3 separate regions of the Gossypium hirsutum genome follow, and regions 1 and 2 are each linked to region 3. Evidence: chromatin contacts called from public Hi-C data. All regions are on one chromosome and are shown on one strand. Each heading gives the region's core, a stretch centred on a gene start, on an enhancer-like site or on the middle of the called end of the contact. The rest is flanking DNA. Distances are from core to core; before and after follow the strand shown.

Region 1 (3,939 bases), core at 277-2,776, 180 kb after region 3:
AGGTTCTTGATGTGTTGCTCAAGTGCATTGATTGCTTTACCAGATGGGTCCTTAGCAACCTAAAATCATAAACAATATACAGAATTTTTAGAATCCGAAAGTTGTAGATCACACTGCAAATCAATTATTTAGAAATTAGAAAGGTAAATTTTCATATGATAGAGCATGTGCTAAGCAGCTAAATGACCATTCCATGTGAAAAATAACTTAAAAGTTTTTAATCGTAAAAGCATCATAGAGGCACCTTGTACTAAGAGTTATATTGCATTTTATACCCTCAACTTAAAATACGTTAGATCAAAGAGCAAATTAACGTGATTGATGGAATAACCAAACAATGACATGTATTTATGTATAGAGACCAATTTTTAACCCTAGAAATGGATGGAATTTATAACAGAAATGCAATCCAACTCTTAATACTAAGGCTTCCGTAACTCTTAATACTAAGGCTTCCGTGGTAGTTTTACCTTCTTTAGTCAAATGAAAATAGATGAAATCACAATAGACATTCCATAATGCAGCATCATGCTATAAAAAAAATGCATAAATCAATTCAAATTATGAAATTATTGAGAAGGTTATTACTTATCAAATCGTTTCATATTTTTTATACAAATTTTAAACTACTCGTAATTTCCACATTCTCGGCAGGGACAGTGAAGGAGGCAGACAGGGACACTGGCTCCAAAATGACAAATTATCATTTTACTTAGTTTGATGGTAAAAATACACTCAGATCCCAAAGTTGAAAAAAAATTCAGTTTAATCTCTGTAAAATTTTAAAAAATAAGCATATACAAAGGCTATCCATATTGTGCACAATATGGTCATTACTCATTTCTAATACCCCGAAAATAAACTACTAGCTTCCTCCCTATGGGTCATTCCTAATACCAATAGAGCTAACACTATCCATATTGTGCACATTCCTCTCAAAATTATCAATTTCAATTGATAATATCCAATCAAAACAATGAAAAAAAATTCATCTTTTGACCAAAACAACAAAAACCCAGAAACCAAAACATCTAAAGATCAAGAATTAGACTAAAATACCAAAAACCCAGAATCCAAAACATCAAAATAAGATAATAAAAAAGAAGAAGAAAACTTACAAAACAGTCATCATCAATGGTGAAAATATACTTCTTCTTAGACACCATATAACCAAAGCAACGACAAGCAGAATCCTTGAATGAAATGCAAGAAGCTTTAGGACCCAAAATCCTATTAATATCATTCCTATTATAAAGTTCATAACCAAAACCATCAGGGACTTTGATAGTCTTTGAAGGATCACCATCTTGAACAATGATGAGATGGTAAGGTTGAAAAAATGGTCTCCACATCTCAAGAAAATCTAAGTTTCTTATAGTTGGTATAACAATGTCAAGTTCATCTTTTAGTTGAGGTACTGCGGGTGCTGCTGCTTGGGTTGCCGTTGCTGGTTCAGCCATTTTTGGATTAAAAAACAACAAAAAGAATGGGTTTTTTTTTCTTTTTCTTTTTGAGGGATTGGGTGAGAGGGAGATTTTGTGAATTAATGCGAGTATATATGGAAGGGGAAAAGAATGGCACGTGCGAAATGAAGTGGTGGCACGTGTGAAGAGACGTGCTTAAATGTAATTTGACTTCTTCAAAGAGGCAAAAAGCCTGAATCTAAGGCTTAAGGCAATTTCAATTGTTTTAAGGGAAAATTGTATCTGAGGTCACTAAATTAGTAGTAAATTTATGTTTTAGTTATTTAATTTTAAAAAATTACAAAATGATTATCATTGAATAATTCAAAAATTTTCATTTAAAGCCACCGTGCTATTAAAATCATTATTGTATTGCTTTCTATGCTCACATTGCCTATACCAATATCGAAAATTCTCTTCCCTTTCTATTCTACTCTTCAATTTCTTTTTCATGAAATAACTTTAAATGTCACAAATTTGTGAACCAATATCCAAAAAACTTTCTTCTTTAATATCCGACATTGTCCATTAGATCAACTTGAATCTAAGGTATATTTTTCTACTCGTTGATGTGTATTGATCTATCGTTCCAATCGTCGAATCATCGTTTAGAGTTAGCTAGTCAAAAAATTTTTTTTAAAAAAGTAGCATCCTAGTAACTTAAATAATTTTTTTTGAATAGTTTAGTAACTTAAATAAAAAATTTTAAATAATTCAGTGATTATTTAGTAATTTTATGAAGTTTAGTGACATTGGGTATAGTTTACTATTTTTTTAATGTAAGGGTTTATTTATTTATTTTACTTCTTGAGTTAATTAGATTTTTAAATTTTAAAATGTTGGAAGTCAACAAAGTATTAATATTATGTTAACAAAGATAATTAATTTATTCTTTGATTTAATGTACAAGGACTAATTTATTTATTTTTTAAGTAAAAAAATAAAATATAATCTAACTTCTAATACAAAATCCAAATGCAATATTAAAAGTTTTAGAAGGCAATAAATATATGCATTTCAACCTACCATTGAGAGAAGGAATGTGTTGCCATAAATGTAAATATTCCATCTCTGCAATATATTAATTTTAATGTGTTTTCTAAAAAGAAAATTGACTTTTCCTTCCCATGTATAACAAGTAGTGGAACAACTGGGATGCATGTATGTCTACATGAACCTATTAAAAATGGGTTTGTTTTTATTATTTAATTAAATTAAAAGACTAAAATATGAATCCATGTGCTAGAATATGTAGATTTATTAATAAATGCTGGCATGTTAGAGTCATTATTCCCAAATTGTTTTCCTCTGCCTCTTTTTATATTTAAATTATAATTAATTAGAAAATTGAATTAAAAATATATGCATGTATGTCGACGAATAAAAAAACATATCTTAGATCTAATACTTTAATATGATAATTAGTGTCGGAAATCAGAAAAAAAATTATTTAGATTTTGTTTCGAAAGTTCATGACGTTTAAAATTGATTTATAAAAAAAACTAAACTGTAAAAGAAAAAAAAAAGGAGAAAGAAGAGCTTTTGCTTAGTATAGACAGTGCGAATGGAGAAGACTATGTATTAATGATTCTAACAATCCACTGACTTAAATGAATATTTTTGTAGAATTTAGTAAGGGTGAGCGTTTGATCAAATCGAATCGAATGAAAAAATTTTGAGTTAATCGAGTTGACGAATCATATTTTATCATCTTAATTTAATTTGAAATTTTCTCGAATCAAATATATTTGTTCGAGTTAAATTTTAAAAAATAATTTTGGGTCCTTGTAACAACTGTCACCCATCGTAATAAAATTTGTCCACCGTAACCAAATTTTTTATTACCTTTCATCACCTCATAATTTATTTATTAATCTTTTATATATGGGTTAGCTTCTTTTCTTGCTTAGTTGTTTCAATTATCTTCATATTCTTGTCACTATATATTTTGGAATTAAAAAATATATTAAATGTAAAAATGTGATTTTTTAATAAAAATTATTTTTAAAGATAAAATGTGAAATTGATACCAATATAAAATTTTAACACTAATATTTTATGGCATCATTAATAATTCAATTTTAATATAAATATTCAATATGACTAAACCATTCAATAATATAAATAATATAAAATGTGAAATTTAATTTAATAACATAAATAGTAGATATAAATAAAATTATTACTATTTATATTTAGGGATTTTTTTGGATAATTTTGATTTTTTATTTGAGAGTAAAGAGTGAAAAGTAAAAGTTTAGGGGTAAAATAAAAAGTTTTGGAGAGTAAAAGTTTGAGGGAAAGTAAATAGGGAGAGTAAAATTTTGGAGGAAAAATATTTAAAAAAAATAGGGGGATGGGTTTGGGGTAGATGCGGGGTGGGATGGGAAGAAAGTAAAAGTTTTGGGGGAAAGTGGGAGGGAGTAAAAATTTAGGGGGAAAATAAAAAGTTTTAAGGATTTTGGGGAGTAAAATT
Region 2 (3,912 bases), core at 1,358-3,857, 220 kb after region 3:
TATATAACTATAAATCTTTTGATGATAAGGTGATTGAGGCTGGCCTGCGTCTTCATTTGCTTACTCCATATTCGAAGTCTTTATTTTCCTGTGGATGGTTTTAAATTTCCAACCCGTAATATGGGACGGAATGAGATGATTCTAACGTTTCAAAAGAAAAAAAAATCTTAAAAATTTCACACACAAATTTTATTGAGTTAATAATGAGATCTACCTGTTGAATGATTTCTAGGAATAAGACACTTTTTTTTTTTTGATTTTTTGATGTCATCTCTTATTTAAAGAAAATGCCATTTTGAAACAAAGTAGATATCAACCACACAAAAGATATCATTCAATAAAACGATGATGAGTCATTTTTATGCATAAGAAAATATTTTTATTTTTGTTAATAAATAACATTACTTTTTTTTTTGTTGTCTTCAATTTTTAATTGAGTCCACTTGACCTAGTTGAAATATGTTTTACAAATCCGGTCTTAAACTTTAATTTAAAGCTCGATTTTTGACAATTAAAACACAATTTTTTATCAAAATTTAATTTTCATTTGTCTAAACTATACTGATAATTATCTAATTATTAGTTTCTTTTTTGGTCACTAATCATTAAATAATTAAAGGAAAAATAATATGACAACTTTTAAAATAAGCATAATAACAACTTTAATTCTTAATATTTATACAACGTGTCAATTTAGTTTTGATTCTAGAAAATTTATTCCTCAACATTTACACTTTGTGTAATTTAGTTTTTTTTTTAAAGTTTTGTTTTGCTTTACTTTGTGACCCTTTCACCTAAAAAGTTAAAGAAAACAAATTTATCAACTAAATTTGATAAAAAAAATATACCAAAAATGGAAACACCAAAAAATTTAATATAATAATTTTTAAATTTTCTCATTCTTTTAAAATTAACCCTTAACATCACAAAAAAAAAATTTCAAAAAGAGACTAAAATATACAAGGTGTAAATGTTGAGGGTTAAATATTTCAATATCAAGACTAAATGAACACAATATTAAATGTTTAGATCAGTTAAAGTTGTTATCATGCCAATTTTAAAAGTTTGCAAGTAATCTTCCCGATAATAATTTAAAAACTAGTGACTAAAAAAAGAAAAAGTCAAATAGTTAAATGACTATTTTATAGCTTTTCATAATTGAATGAAAAAAAATATTTACTAATAGTTGAGTGAATACAAAGTAATTAACTTAATTGAAAATATGTTTATGTAAAGCAAACATGCTTTATAAACAAAAAAAAAAAAACATGTAACATAAATTGTTAAAACTAGATATCTTGATTCACTTGGGACTGAGCTCCATCACTAACTTGACAATTTTGTTCAACATCCTCAATTTCTTGCATTTGCAAAGCGAGCTCAAGTCTATTTGCTACATCATTCATGGAACGCGTTTCGCAACCATTTTCATGAATACAATTTTCTGCAACATTGGAAAATGTTCTTAAACAGCTGGGTGAAATTTTACCTTTCAGAAAAGGATCGATGCTTTCATTAATACTCTCATTCGCCACACATTTTCGACCCCAATCAGCTAAACTGATCTGTGAATATTCTACTTTTGAATCGACTGCCAGTCTAGTAAACAACACTTCGAATAGCACCACTCCGAAAGAATAGACATCCGACTTCTCAGTCAATCGTACACGCTTGTAATATTCAGGGTCCATGTAGCCGAAAGTACCTTTTACCACTGTTGTAAGTGGAAAATTTGTCATGCTAATTGGACTCATTTTAGACAAGCCGAAATTAGAGATTTTAGCTACATATTGCTCATCCAGCAAAATGTTGGTGCTCTTAACGTCCCGGTGAATGATTCGATGAATTGCTCCTGAATGTAGGTAATCTAATCCACGGGCTGCATCGATACAAATTTTCAGTCTCTGTTTCCATGACAGGGGATTCCTTTTCGTGTTGTAGAGATGGTCACGGAGAGTTCCATTTGCCATGTACTCGTAGATAAGAATCATCTCGTTGTTATCGTTGCAGTAACCGATTAGAGACACGAGATTCACATATCGAAGCTGAGAAAGCAGTTGGATTTCTATCCAAAACTCTCGTGCTCCTTGTTGGGACAAGGAGTTCAATCGCTTGATTGCCACTTCAGATTTGATTCTTGAGATGAAGCCCTTGTAGACGTTACCAAATCCGCCGCGCTCTATGACGAAAGCATCGTCAAAGTCGTTGGTTACTGCTTGGATTTCTGCTAATGTAAAACACTGGCATAGTTGGTCTGGCAATGGTGAAGCTTTTCTTCTTTCCTTCGACTTTCGAATTGAAAAAGAATGACGTTTTTTTCGCCAGAAAATCATGGAAAGTAGAAGGCAAAGCAATACAGTAGCTGTGCATCCCGGGGTAGCTCCAATGATAGTCTTCATAGGAAGCAGATTCTCTTTGCCCTTCTTCGGTTGCTTGTTGCCTGGTTTTCGTGATGCATGACTCGAACTCGGTTGTGGATTTGGCACAGCAAGACTACCGTCGGATTTGTTGAGTCTAAAAATCTGTAAACCATGTAGTATTGCATCAACAAACTGCGAACGAGCAGGGTCTAACGCTAGCCATAAAATTTGCTTATTTTGACCTTCATTTGGAATCAACACAACATAGTCTTTATACACCGGAATGCTATACCGCCACTCCAATATATCACATCGGCATCCTTTTGAGCCGTACGGTTGTTGATGAAAATGTCAAAGACTCGTTGACCTGCCTCTGTAAATTCTAATAGAGTCTCGCAGAAATGGAGCCTAAGGAGGTAGTTGAAGCCACCATCAATATCGAAGTTCCATGTCAGATTGTAATTCATATTGATATATGGATCCCTACCCATTGTTCTTGATTGGGTGTAGACAACAGCCGGAGCTGTATATGCCGGGGTGTCTTTGGAGTATTTGATTGTAACATTAGATCGAGTAGGAGTAATTCCCCGTGCACCTCCAAAGATATAAGGTGTATCGTCAAGCCACGTTCGAAACATTCCGGTATCATTGACGTTAGCCGCGGTTGCTTGGCCAACGTTTAGACTATAAACAGTTTCAAAAGCAGTAGCATCAGGGATGTCAAAGGGAATCTTACTATTTACGAAAGATATAGAGTTATCTTGGTGTTTTACATACAAGTTCTTCGGCATGGAAACAGCTTCAATACCGTTCACAAAGGCCAAAGAGTTGGGCGACGGCCAAAAAGTGACATTCAGCTTCTCAGTTTCGAAACATGGTACCATAAACTCCTTGATCAACGAGGCTCCCTGGTTATCCTCAGAAGAAAGTGTTAAATAAGCAATGAAATTTTGGAGGAGAAGGTGATCGTTGGCTGTAACATAGAAGAAAGAAGTGGATCCATCAAAGCCAGAGTATTGGAACGGGTAGAAATATAAACGAAGAAACTTAAGGCCAGGTGATACTGGAAAGCTATAAGTAAATGTCTCATGAAAAACTCTAGCAGTCATGTAAGGAGTTCGAGTAATAGACTGGTCTTGCCTAGAGGCTGTGGATGCAAATGAAGTGTTCTTGGAAAAGATGGAAAATTTGGATCCTTCATCGGTGATCCATTTCCGGCCTTCTTCCGATACAGAATCTGATGATGAAGATGCACCACAGTTGAGGAGAATATAATCAGTTGGTGTATAGGCTGCTGATTCGTCACCCATGGCTATAGTATGGAGAACCAACAGGCAGACAATAAAAGTGAGCATTGCATGGGACTCAATTGATTTCTTTTTGGATAACTAATTGAATGTTGTAGGAAAAACCTAATTTATAAGCAATTATAGAGGGCTGGAGAGGCCAAGAAAATTCATCAAATTCTAATAAACCGTGATACTTGCTTAAGTCTTCTAATAAAGACGGAAACTGCCTTCTTTGGTCATTGGCTCATTGCACCAATTTAAGC
Region 3 (4,189 bases), core at 1,348-3,847:
TGCATTTAATATTCTTTATATAATTACTATTACATTAACAATTAATTTAATTATGAAGAATGTTTTAAAATTAATTAAACACTATTTAGATCTTCTATTGATTAATTTTAAATCTATACTAATGGTAGATATCGTCAGTATAAAGCAATAAAAATGAAGAAAAATTACAATATTCATCTTTCCTATTGGATTTTTATTATATATTGATAATAGATTACAAAAATAAAAAACTCAAAATGAGTTTTACCGACGGAAACCGCTCTTAATTTTGTCAGTATATGATTATTAATTTACTGACGGATTAAACGGTATGAAAAGTTATGGTGGATAGTGAGCATTGAAAACAACATTTACTTACGGAATAGTTGTCATTATAGCCTAAGAGGCATATACAAACAGATTCTAGCCATCCCTAAAAGCTTAAACCAATATATCCCAATAGCAATGAATCATATTTTATTGGAGTAGCCCATTTGACCGTCAACATAGATCTTTAGGCCTTATACTAACAAATTTTTATACTTATAACTTGTAGTGTTCCTCAGTGGCCCATTGCACTTTTAGCTTGGCTACTCGCCCATTTTTACTATCCATCATTGGTGGTTCCCTCCAATAAGAACGACACGCCAAAGCCTTTTCACCAATGGATTTAATATAAGCTTTCATGCAAGTTTTCCAGTAAGTATAATGGCCAATTTCCAACATCAGGGGACATGAGGTAGATGATCCTTTTATAATTTGAATCTATCAACACAAGGGTTCTCCACTAGCTACATTAAGTGACAAGCTGTGATACCAAGTGTTGGCCCGAACAATTGTTGAAATTAGGCTTTGTGCTTGGAGGAAGTAGGTAAAGGAGTGGACACTCCATCCTTTCCATATTTTTCAACGTTATTTATACTAATAAATCTTAATTTTAATAGGTATATAATTATAATACTAATTAAATAATAATTGTTTTAAAATAATATATTATTAATAACTAATATACTCAATTGTGTAGTTCAAACCAATAAAAACTCTTTATACAAAAAAATTAATGATATTATTTTATCTATTATTTTTTATAAAAGTTTTTATCTATTGTTCTTAAGTGTGAAAAATTATTTGTTTAATGTCAGTTTAGTAATTAAATGAACATCAAAAAGTATTTTTGTCAATTCAAAATTTTTTCTAAATTCATATTTTTTTATATATATTATAAATATATGCATATTAAATCTTAAATAAATTAGAATATTTAATTATATCCAAAAATTACATATACCACAAATATAATTATATTATTAATTTTTTTTTATAAAGGTAATGGATATTCAGGGATCTTACTTGAAATTATATAAAATGAAACTTAAAACACAATTTTTTTGCTACTCATGTGTGGTTTAATTGGAAATTATATTATTAAAATAAATAATATATTCTCATTTAGTTGTCTTGTTTAATTGCTATTTTCACCCTAATTTTTTTCTCACATTTATAGGAATTTAATATTTATTTAAGTGTTGCACAAGTATAGTAAAAAGGATAGGTAATGTACATTTCATCAATTAGAATTAAAATATATTTGAAGTTAGATTAGAATAAATTTAAATAATGTGAATTAATGATGAGGTTTAAATCTAAAATAACTTAATAAAGAATTTACACGTGGCATTTGCATATGATGGCACTCGAACAATTTTGTATACTGTTTAGTATTTATAATTGTCTTTTTCAACAATTTCGTTTTCAAAGTTTGAACCTGCATTTTTTTTTTTAAAGTATAATGCACTTTACCATTATACTCAATATTTATTAACTTAAGATTTTAATCTTGGGCGATATTATTTAGGAAAATAATGTTTTTTAATAAAAAAACCTTTTAAATAATTTTGGTTGACTAAATTGAGGGCGAAAGTCATTTATATAATTTAATATAACAATAAAGCATGCCTTTAAAACGAAAACTTTTTTTAATAAAAAGAAAGAAAACTAGAAATTTGCCTAGCTATATAGATACAACAGGGTATCCTAGGGAAGATAGGTAGATTTGTTTTTTCTTTTTTTCTTTTTTAATATCACATTCTCCTTTGTTTTATGTAATATTTTAATCAAGCAGAAGAATCTCTGACCCTTTTTATTTAATAATACAAAATAAGTCTCAAATAGCATCTAATAAATTATAACCAATATATTATATTGAATGAAACAAACTAGTTAAGCTTGAAAAATAAATTCCAGAATTTTTTAAAATCTTAGCATATAATTAAAATAGTATTTTAATTAACATTTCGTATTATAATCAATGTTGCATGCATGAAAACAAAGAGTGACAAAATCAACATTTCCAATCCAAATACAATAGGGGACAAAATCACATTCAAGCTTTTTTAAAAAAAAGAATACTAATCTGTTTTCATTAATTTTTAAATTGGATATTAGCTGATATAGTTATTTAAAAAAAATAAAATTGGTGAGCTTTCCTAAGCTCTGTATTTATCACAGAAATCAATATTTTTAATTAATTAAGCAACAATGTCCAAAAACCCTAATTTTGACTAATTGGGTTTTTGAACTTTGAGACTCTCTTCAAATTCCAGATTTCATCTCTTTGATTAGTTTTTAAGCAAAGAAAAAGAACCTATTTTTATTCACCGAAGATGTTGCATATAAGGTTCATAGATATAATACTTTGGGTTTTCTTAGTTTTATATACCCTCAAGAAGTCCTCAATGCATTCTCATCAAGGTATATATATATTAATTGGTGTAACTTTTATCTTTTAGATCACTCTTGGTTAAGATTATCTTGTTATTTCAATTTTTGTTCTAGGTGATGAAAGTAAAGAATATGTTGTATCTGTTCGAAAGGTTGGGTTTCGAATCTTAGTATCTACAATCCTATTACGATATCTTTTGTATTAAAAAGATTATATATATATATTTATGCAGGAATTTGATGAGGGTTTTAGAGAAAGGAAAATGGGAGGACATGAAGTAGGTGTGGATTCAAAGAATTCAGGTGCAAATTACAGCTATGATGGCAAATGTAAAACATGGGATCATGAAACTAAGGTTGAAAGAGATGATTTTGTAGCTCTTGGTGATGATTATGGTGGCCCTAAACGTCACCCTCCTGAGCATAACTGAGCAAAAAAAAAAAAAAATTAAAGGCATGCAAATGCAGCACTTAGATCCTTTTTTTTCTTTGTATGTTTATAAGCTGGGTAAATTTTAGGGACATTAAGATATTGTGTGAATATCTAATGACATGTATGGAAAGAAAAAAAATTGTTCTTATAAAAAGGGATGTTTTTGGTGCTTGAAATGGTTTGAGAAATGAATACGACTTTCGTCTAGTACTTACATGTTACAGGTTTAAATTCTTTCATCCCCTTCTCTTCTAATATTGTATTTAAGCAATATTCATTATAAATGTTGTGTATTGAATGCAGGTGGGAATAATGATGCTGAAATTATGTCCACCCAAAAATTTCACGATCAAGCAAGTAATCAGGTTCTCTTTCTCTCAAGTGGTTTATATAATTATTCTATATTAGGTAAATTACACTCAAGATTATTAAATTATTAGTAAGTTTAAATTTTGGTTACTCAACTTCAAAAGGTTATAAGATGGTCATTAAACTATTCGAAAGTTTTCATTTAAGTAATTGGGTTATTAAAATCGTTGTTGTATGGCCTTATCTATTTGCACCATCTACACCAATCAAAAGCTCCCTTTCCCCTTCTCTTTTACAACTCAATTTTTTCATGAAACAACTTTAAACATTATGAATCTTCAGACTAAAATCCAAACAATTGTCCCTCAGATACTGACTATTAGATTGATTTGGATCCAATGTATATTCTTCTACTCATCGATGGATACTGATCCACCGTACTGATCGCCAAATTGTAACTTGGAGCTCGCTAGCTGGTCCTAAAAAAAAAAAAACTTAACAGCCCAATGACTTAAATAAAAACTTTTGAATAGTTTAGTGACTATTTTGTATCTTTTTGAAGTTGAGTGATCAAAATGTAAACTTACTAATAGTTTAATAACATTGGGTGTAGTTTAATAACCTTGAATAATAAATTAGGTTAAATTATGAGTTTGATCCCTCTGTTTTTGCATAAAATTTTGATCCTTCTATTATAACAAAATTAGAGATTTAGTCTCTTTCTCTCTCTCTATATATTTGATAGTT

What was found. Hi-C and Micro-C count contacts between places; a contact is called where the count stands out from the background.
Region 1: a contact with region 3 is called in a Hi-C map of leaf, with 2.3 times the contacts expected there. The contact joins the promoter of LOC121232118 here to the promoter of LOC107919781 in region 3. A contact is called at or near these places in 10 of 34 Hi-C or Micro-C datasets (callus, hypocotyl, leaf and 2 more).
Region 2: a contact with region 3 is called in a Hi-C map of leaf, with 2.1 times the contacts expected there. The contact joins the promoter of LOC107955915 here to the promoter of LOC107919781 in region 3. A contact is called at or near these places in 3 of 34 Hi-C or Micro-C datasets (all in leaf).

Annotation. Positions count from the first base shown.
Region 1 is chrA07:12,288,653-12,292,591 of Gossypium_hirsutum_v2.1, forward strand. LOC121232118 (UDP-arabinopyranose mutase 1) reads right to left here and starts at 1,527. Exons shown (of 3, transcript XM_041117577.1): 1 at 1,119-1,527; 2 at 1-59. The coding sequence starts at 1,460.
Region 2 is chrA07:12,336,523-12,340,434 of Gossypium_hirsutum_v2.1, forward strand. LOC107955915 (receptor-like protein kinase FERONIA) reads right to left here and starts at 2,608. Exons shown (of 2, transcript XM_016891696.2): 1 at 2,603-2,608; 2 at 1,159-2,522. The coding sequence starts at 2,608. The coding sequence ends at 1,290. It overlaps LOC121232121 (probable receptor-like protein kinase At5g39030), which reads right to left and starts at 3,715. Exons shown (of 2, transcript XM_041117581.1): 1 at 3,138-3,715; 2 at 1,159-3,044. The coding sequence starts at 3,715. The coding sequence ends at 2,615.
Region 3 is chrA07:12,112,291-12,116,479 of Gossypium_hirsutum_v2.1, forward strand. LOC107919781 reads left to right here and starts at 2,598. Exons shown (of 5, transcript XM_041117574.1): 1 at 2,598-2,730; 2 at 2,815-2,852; 3 at 2,934-3,003; 4 at 3,437-3,498. The coding sequence starts at 2,643.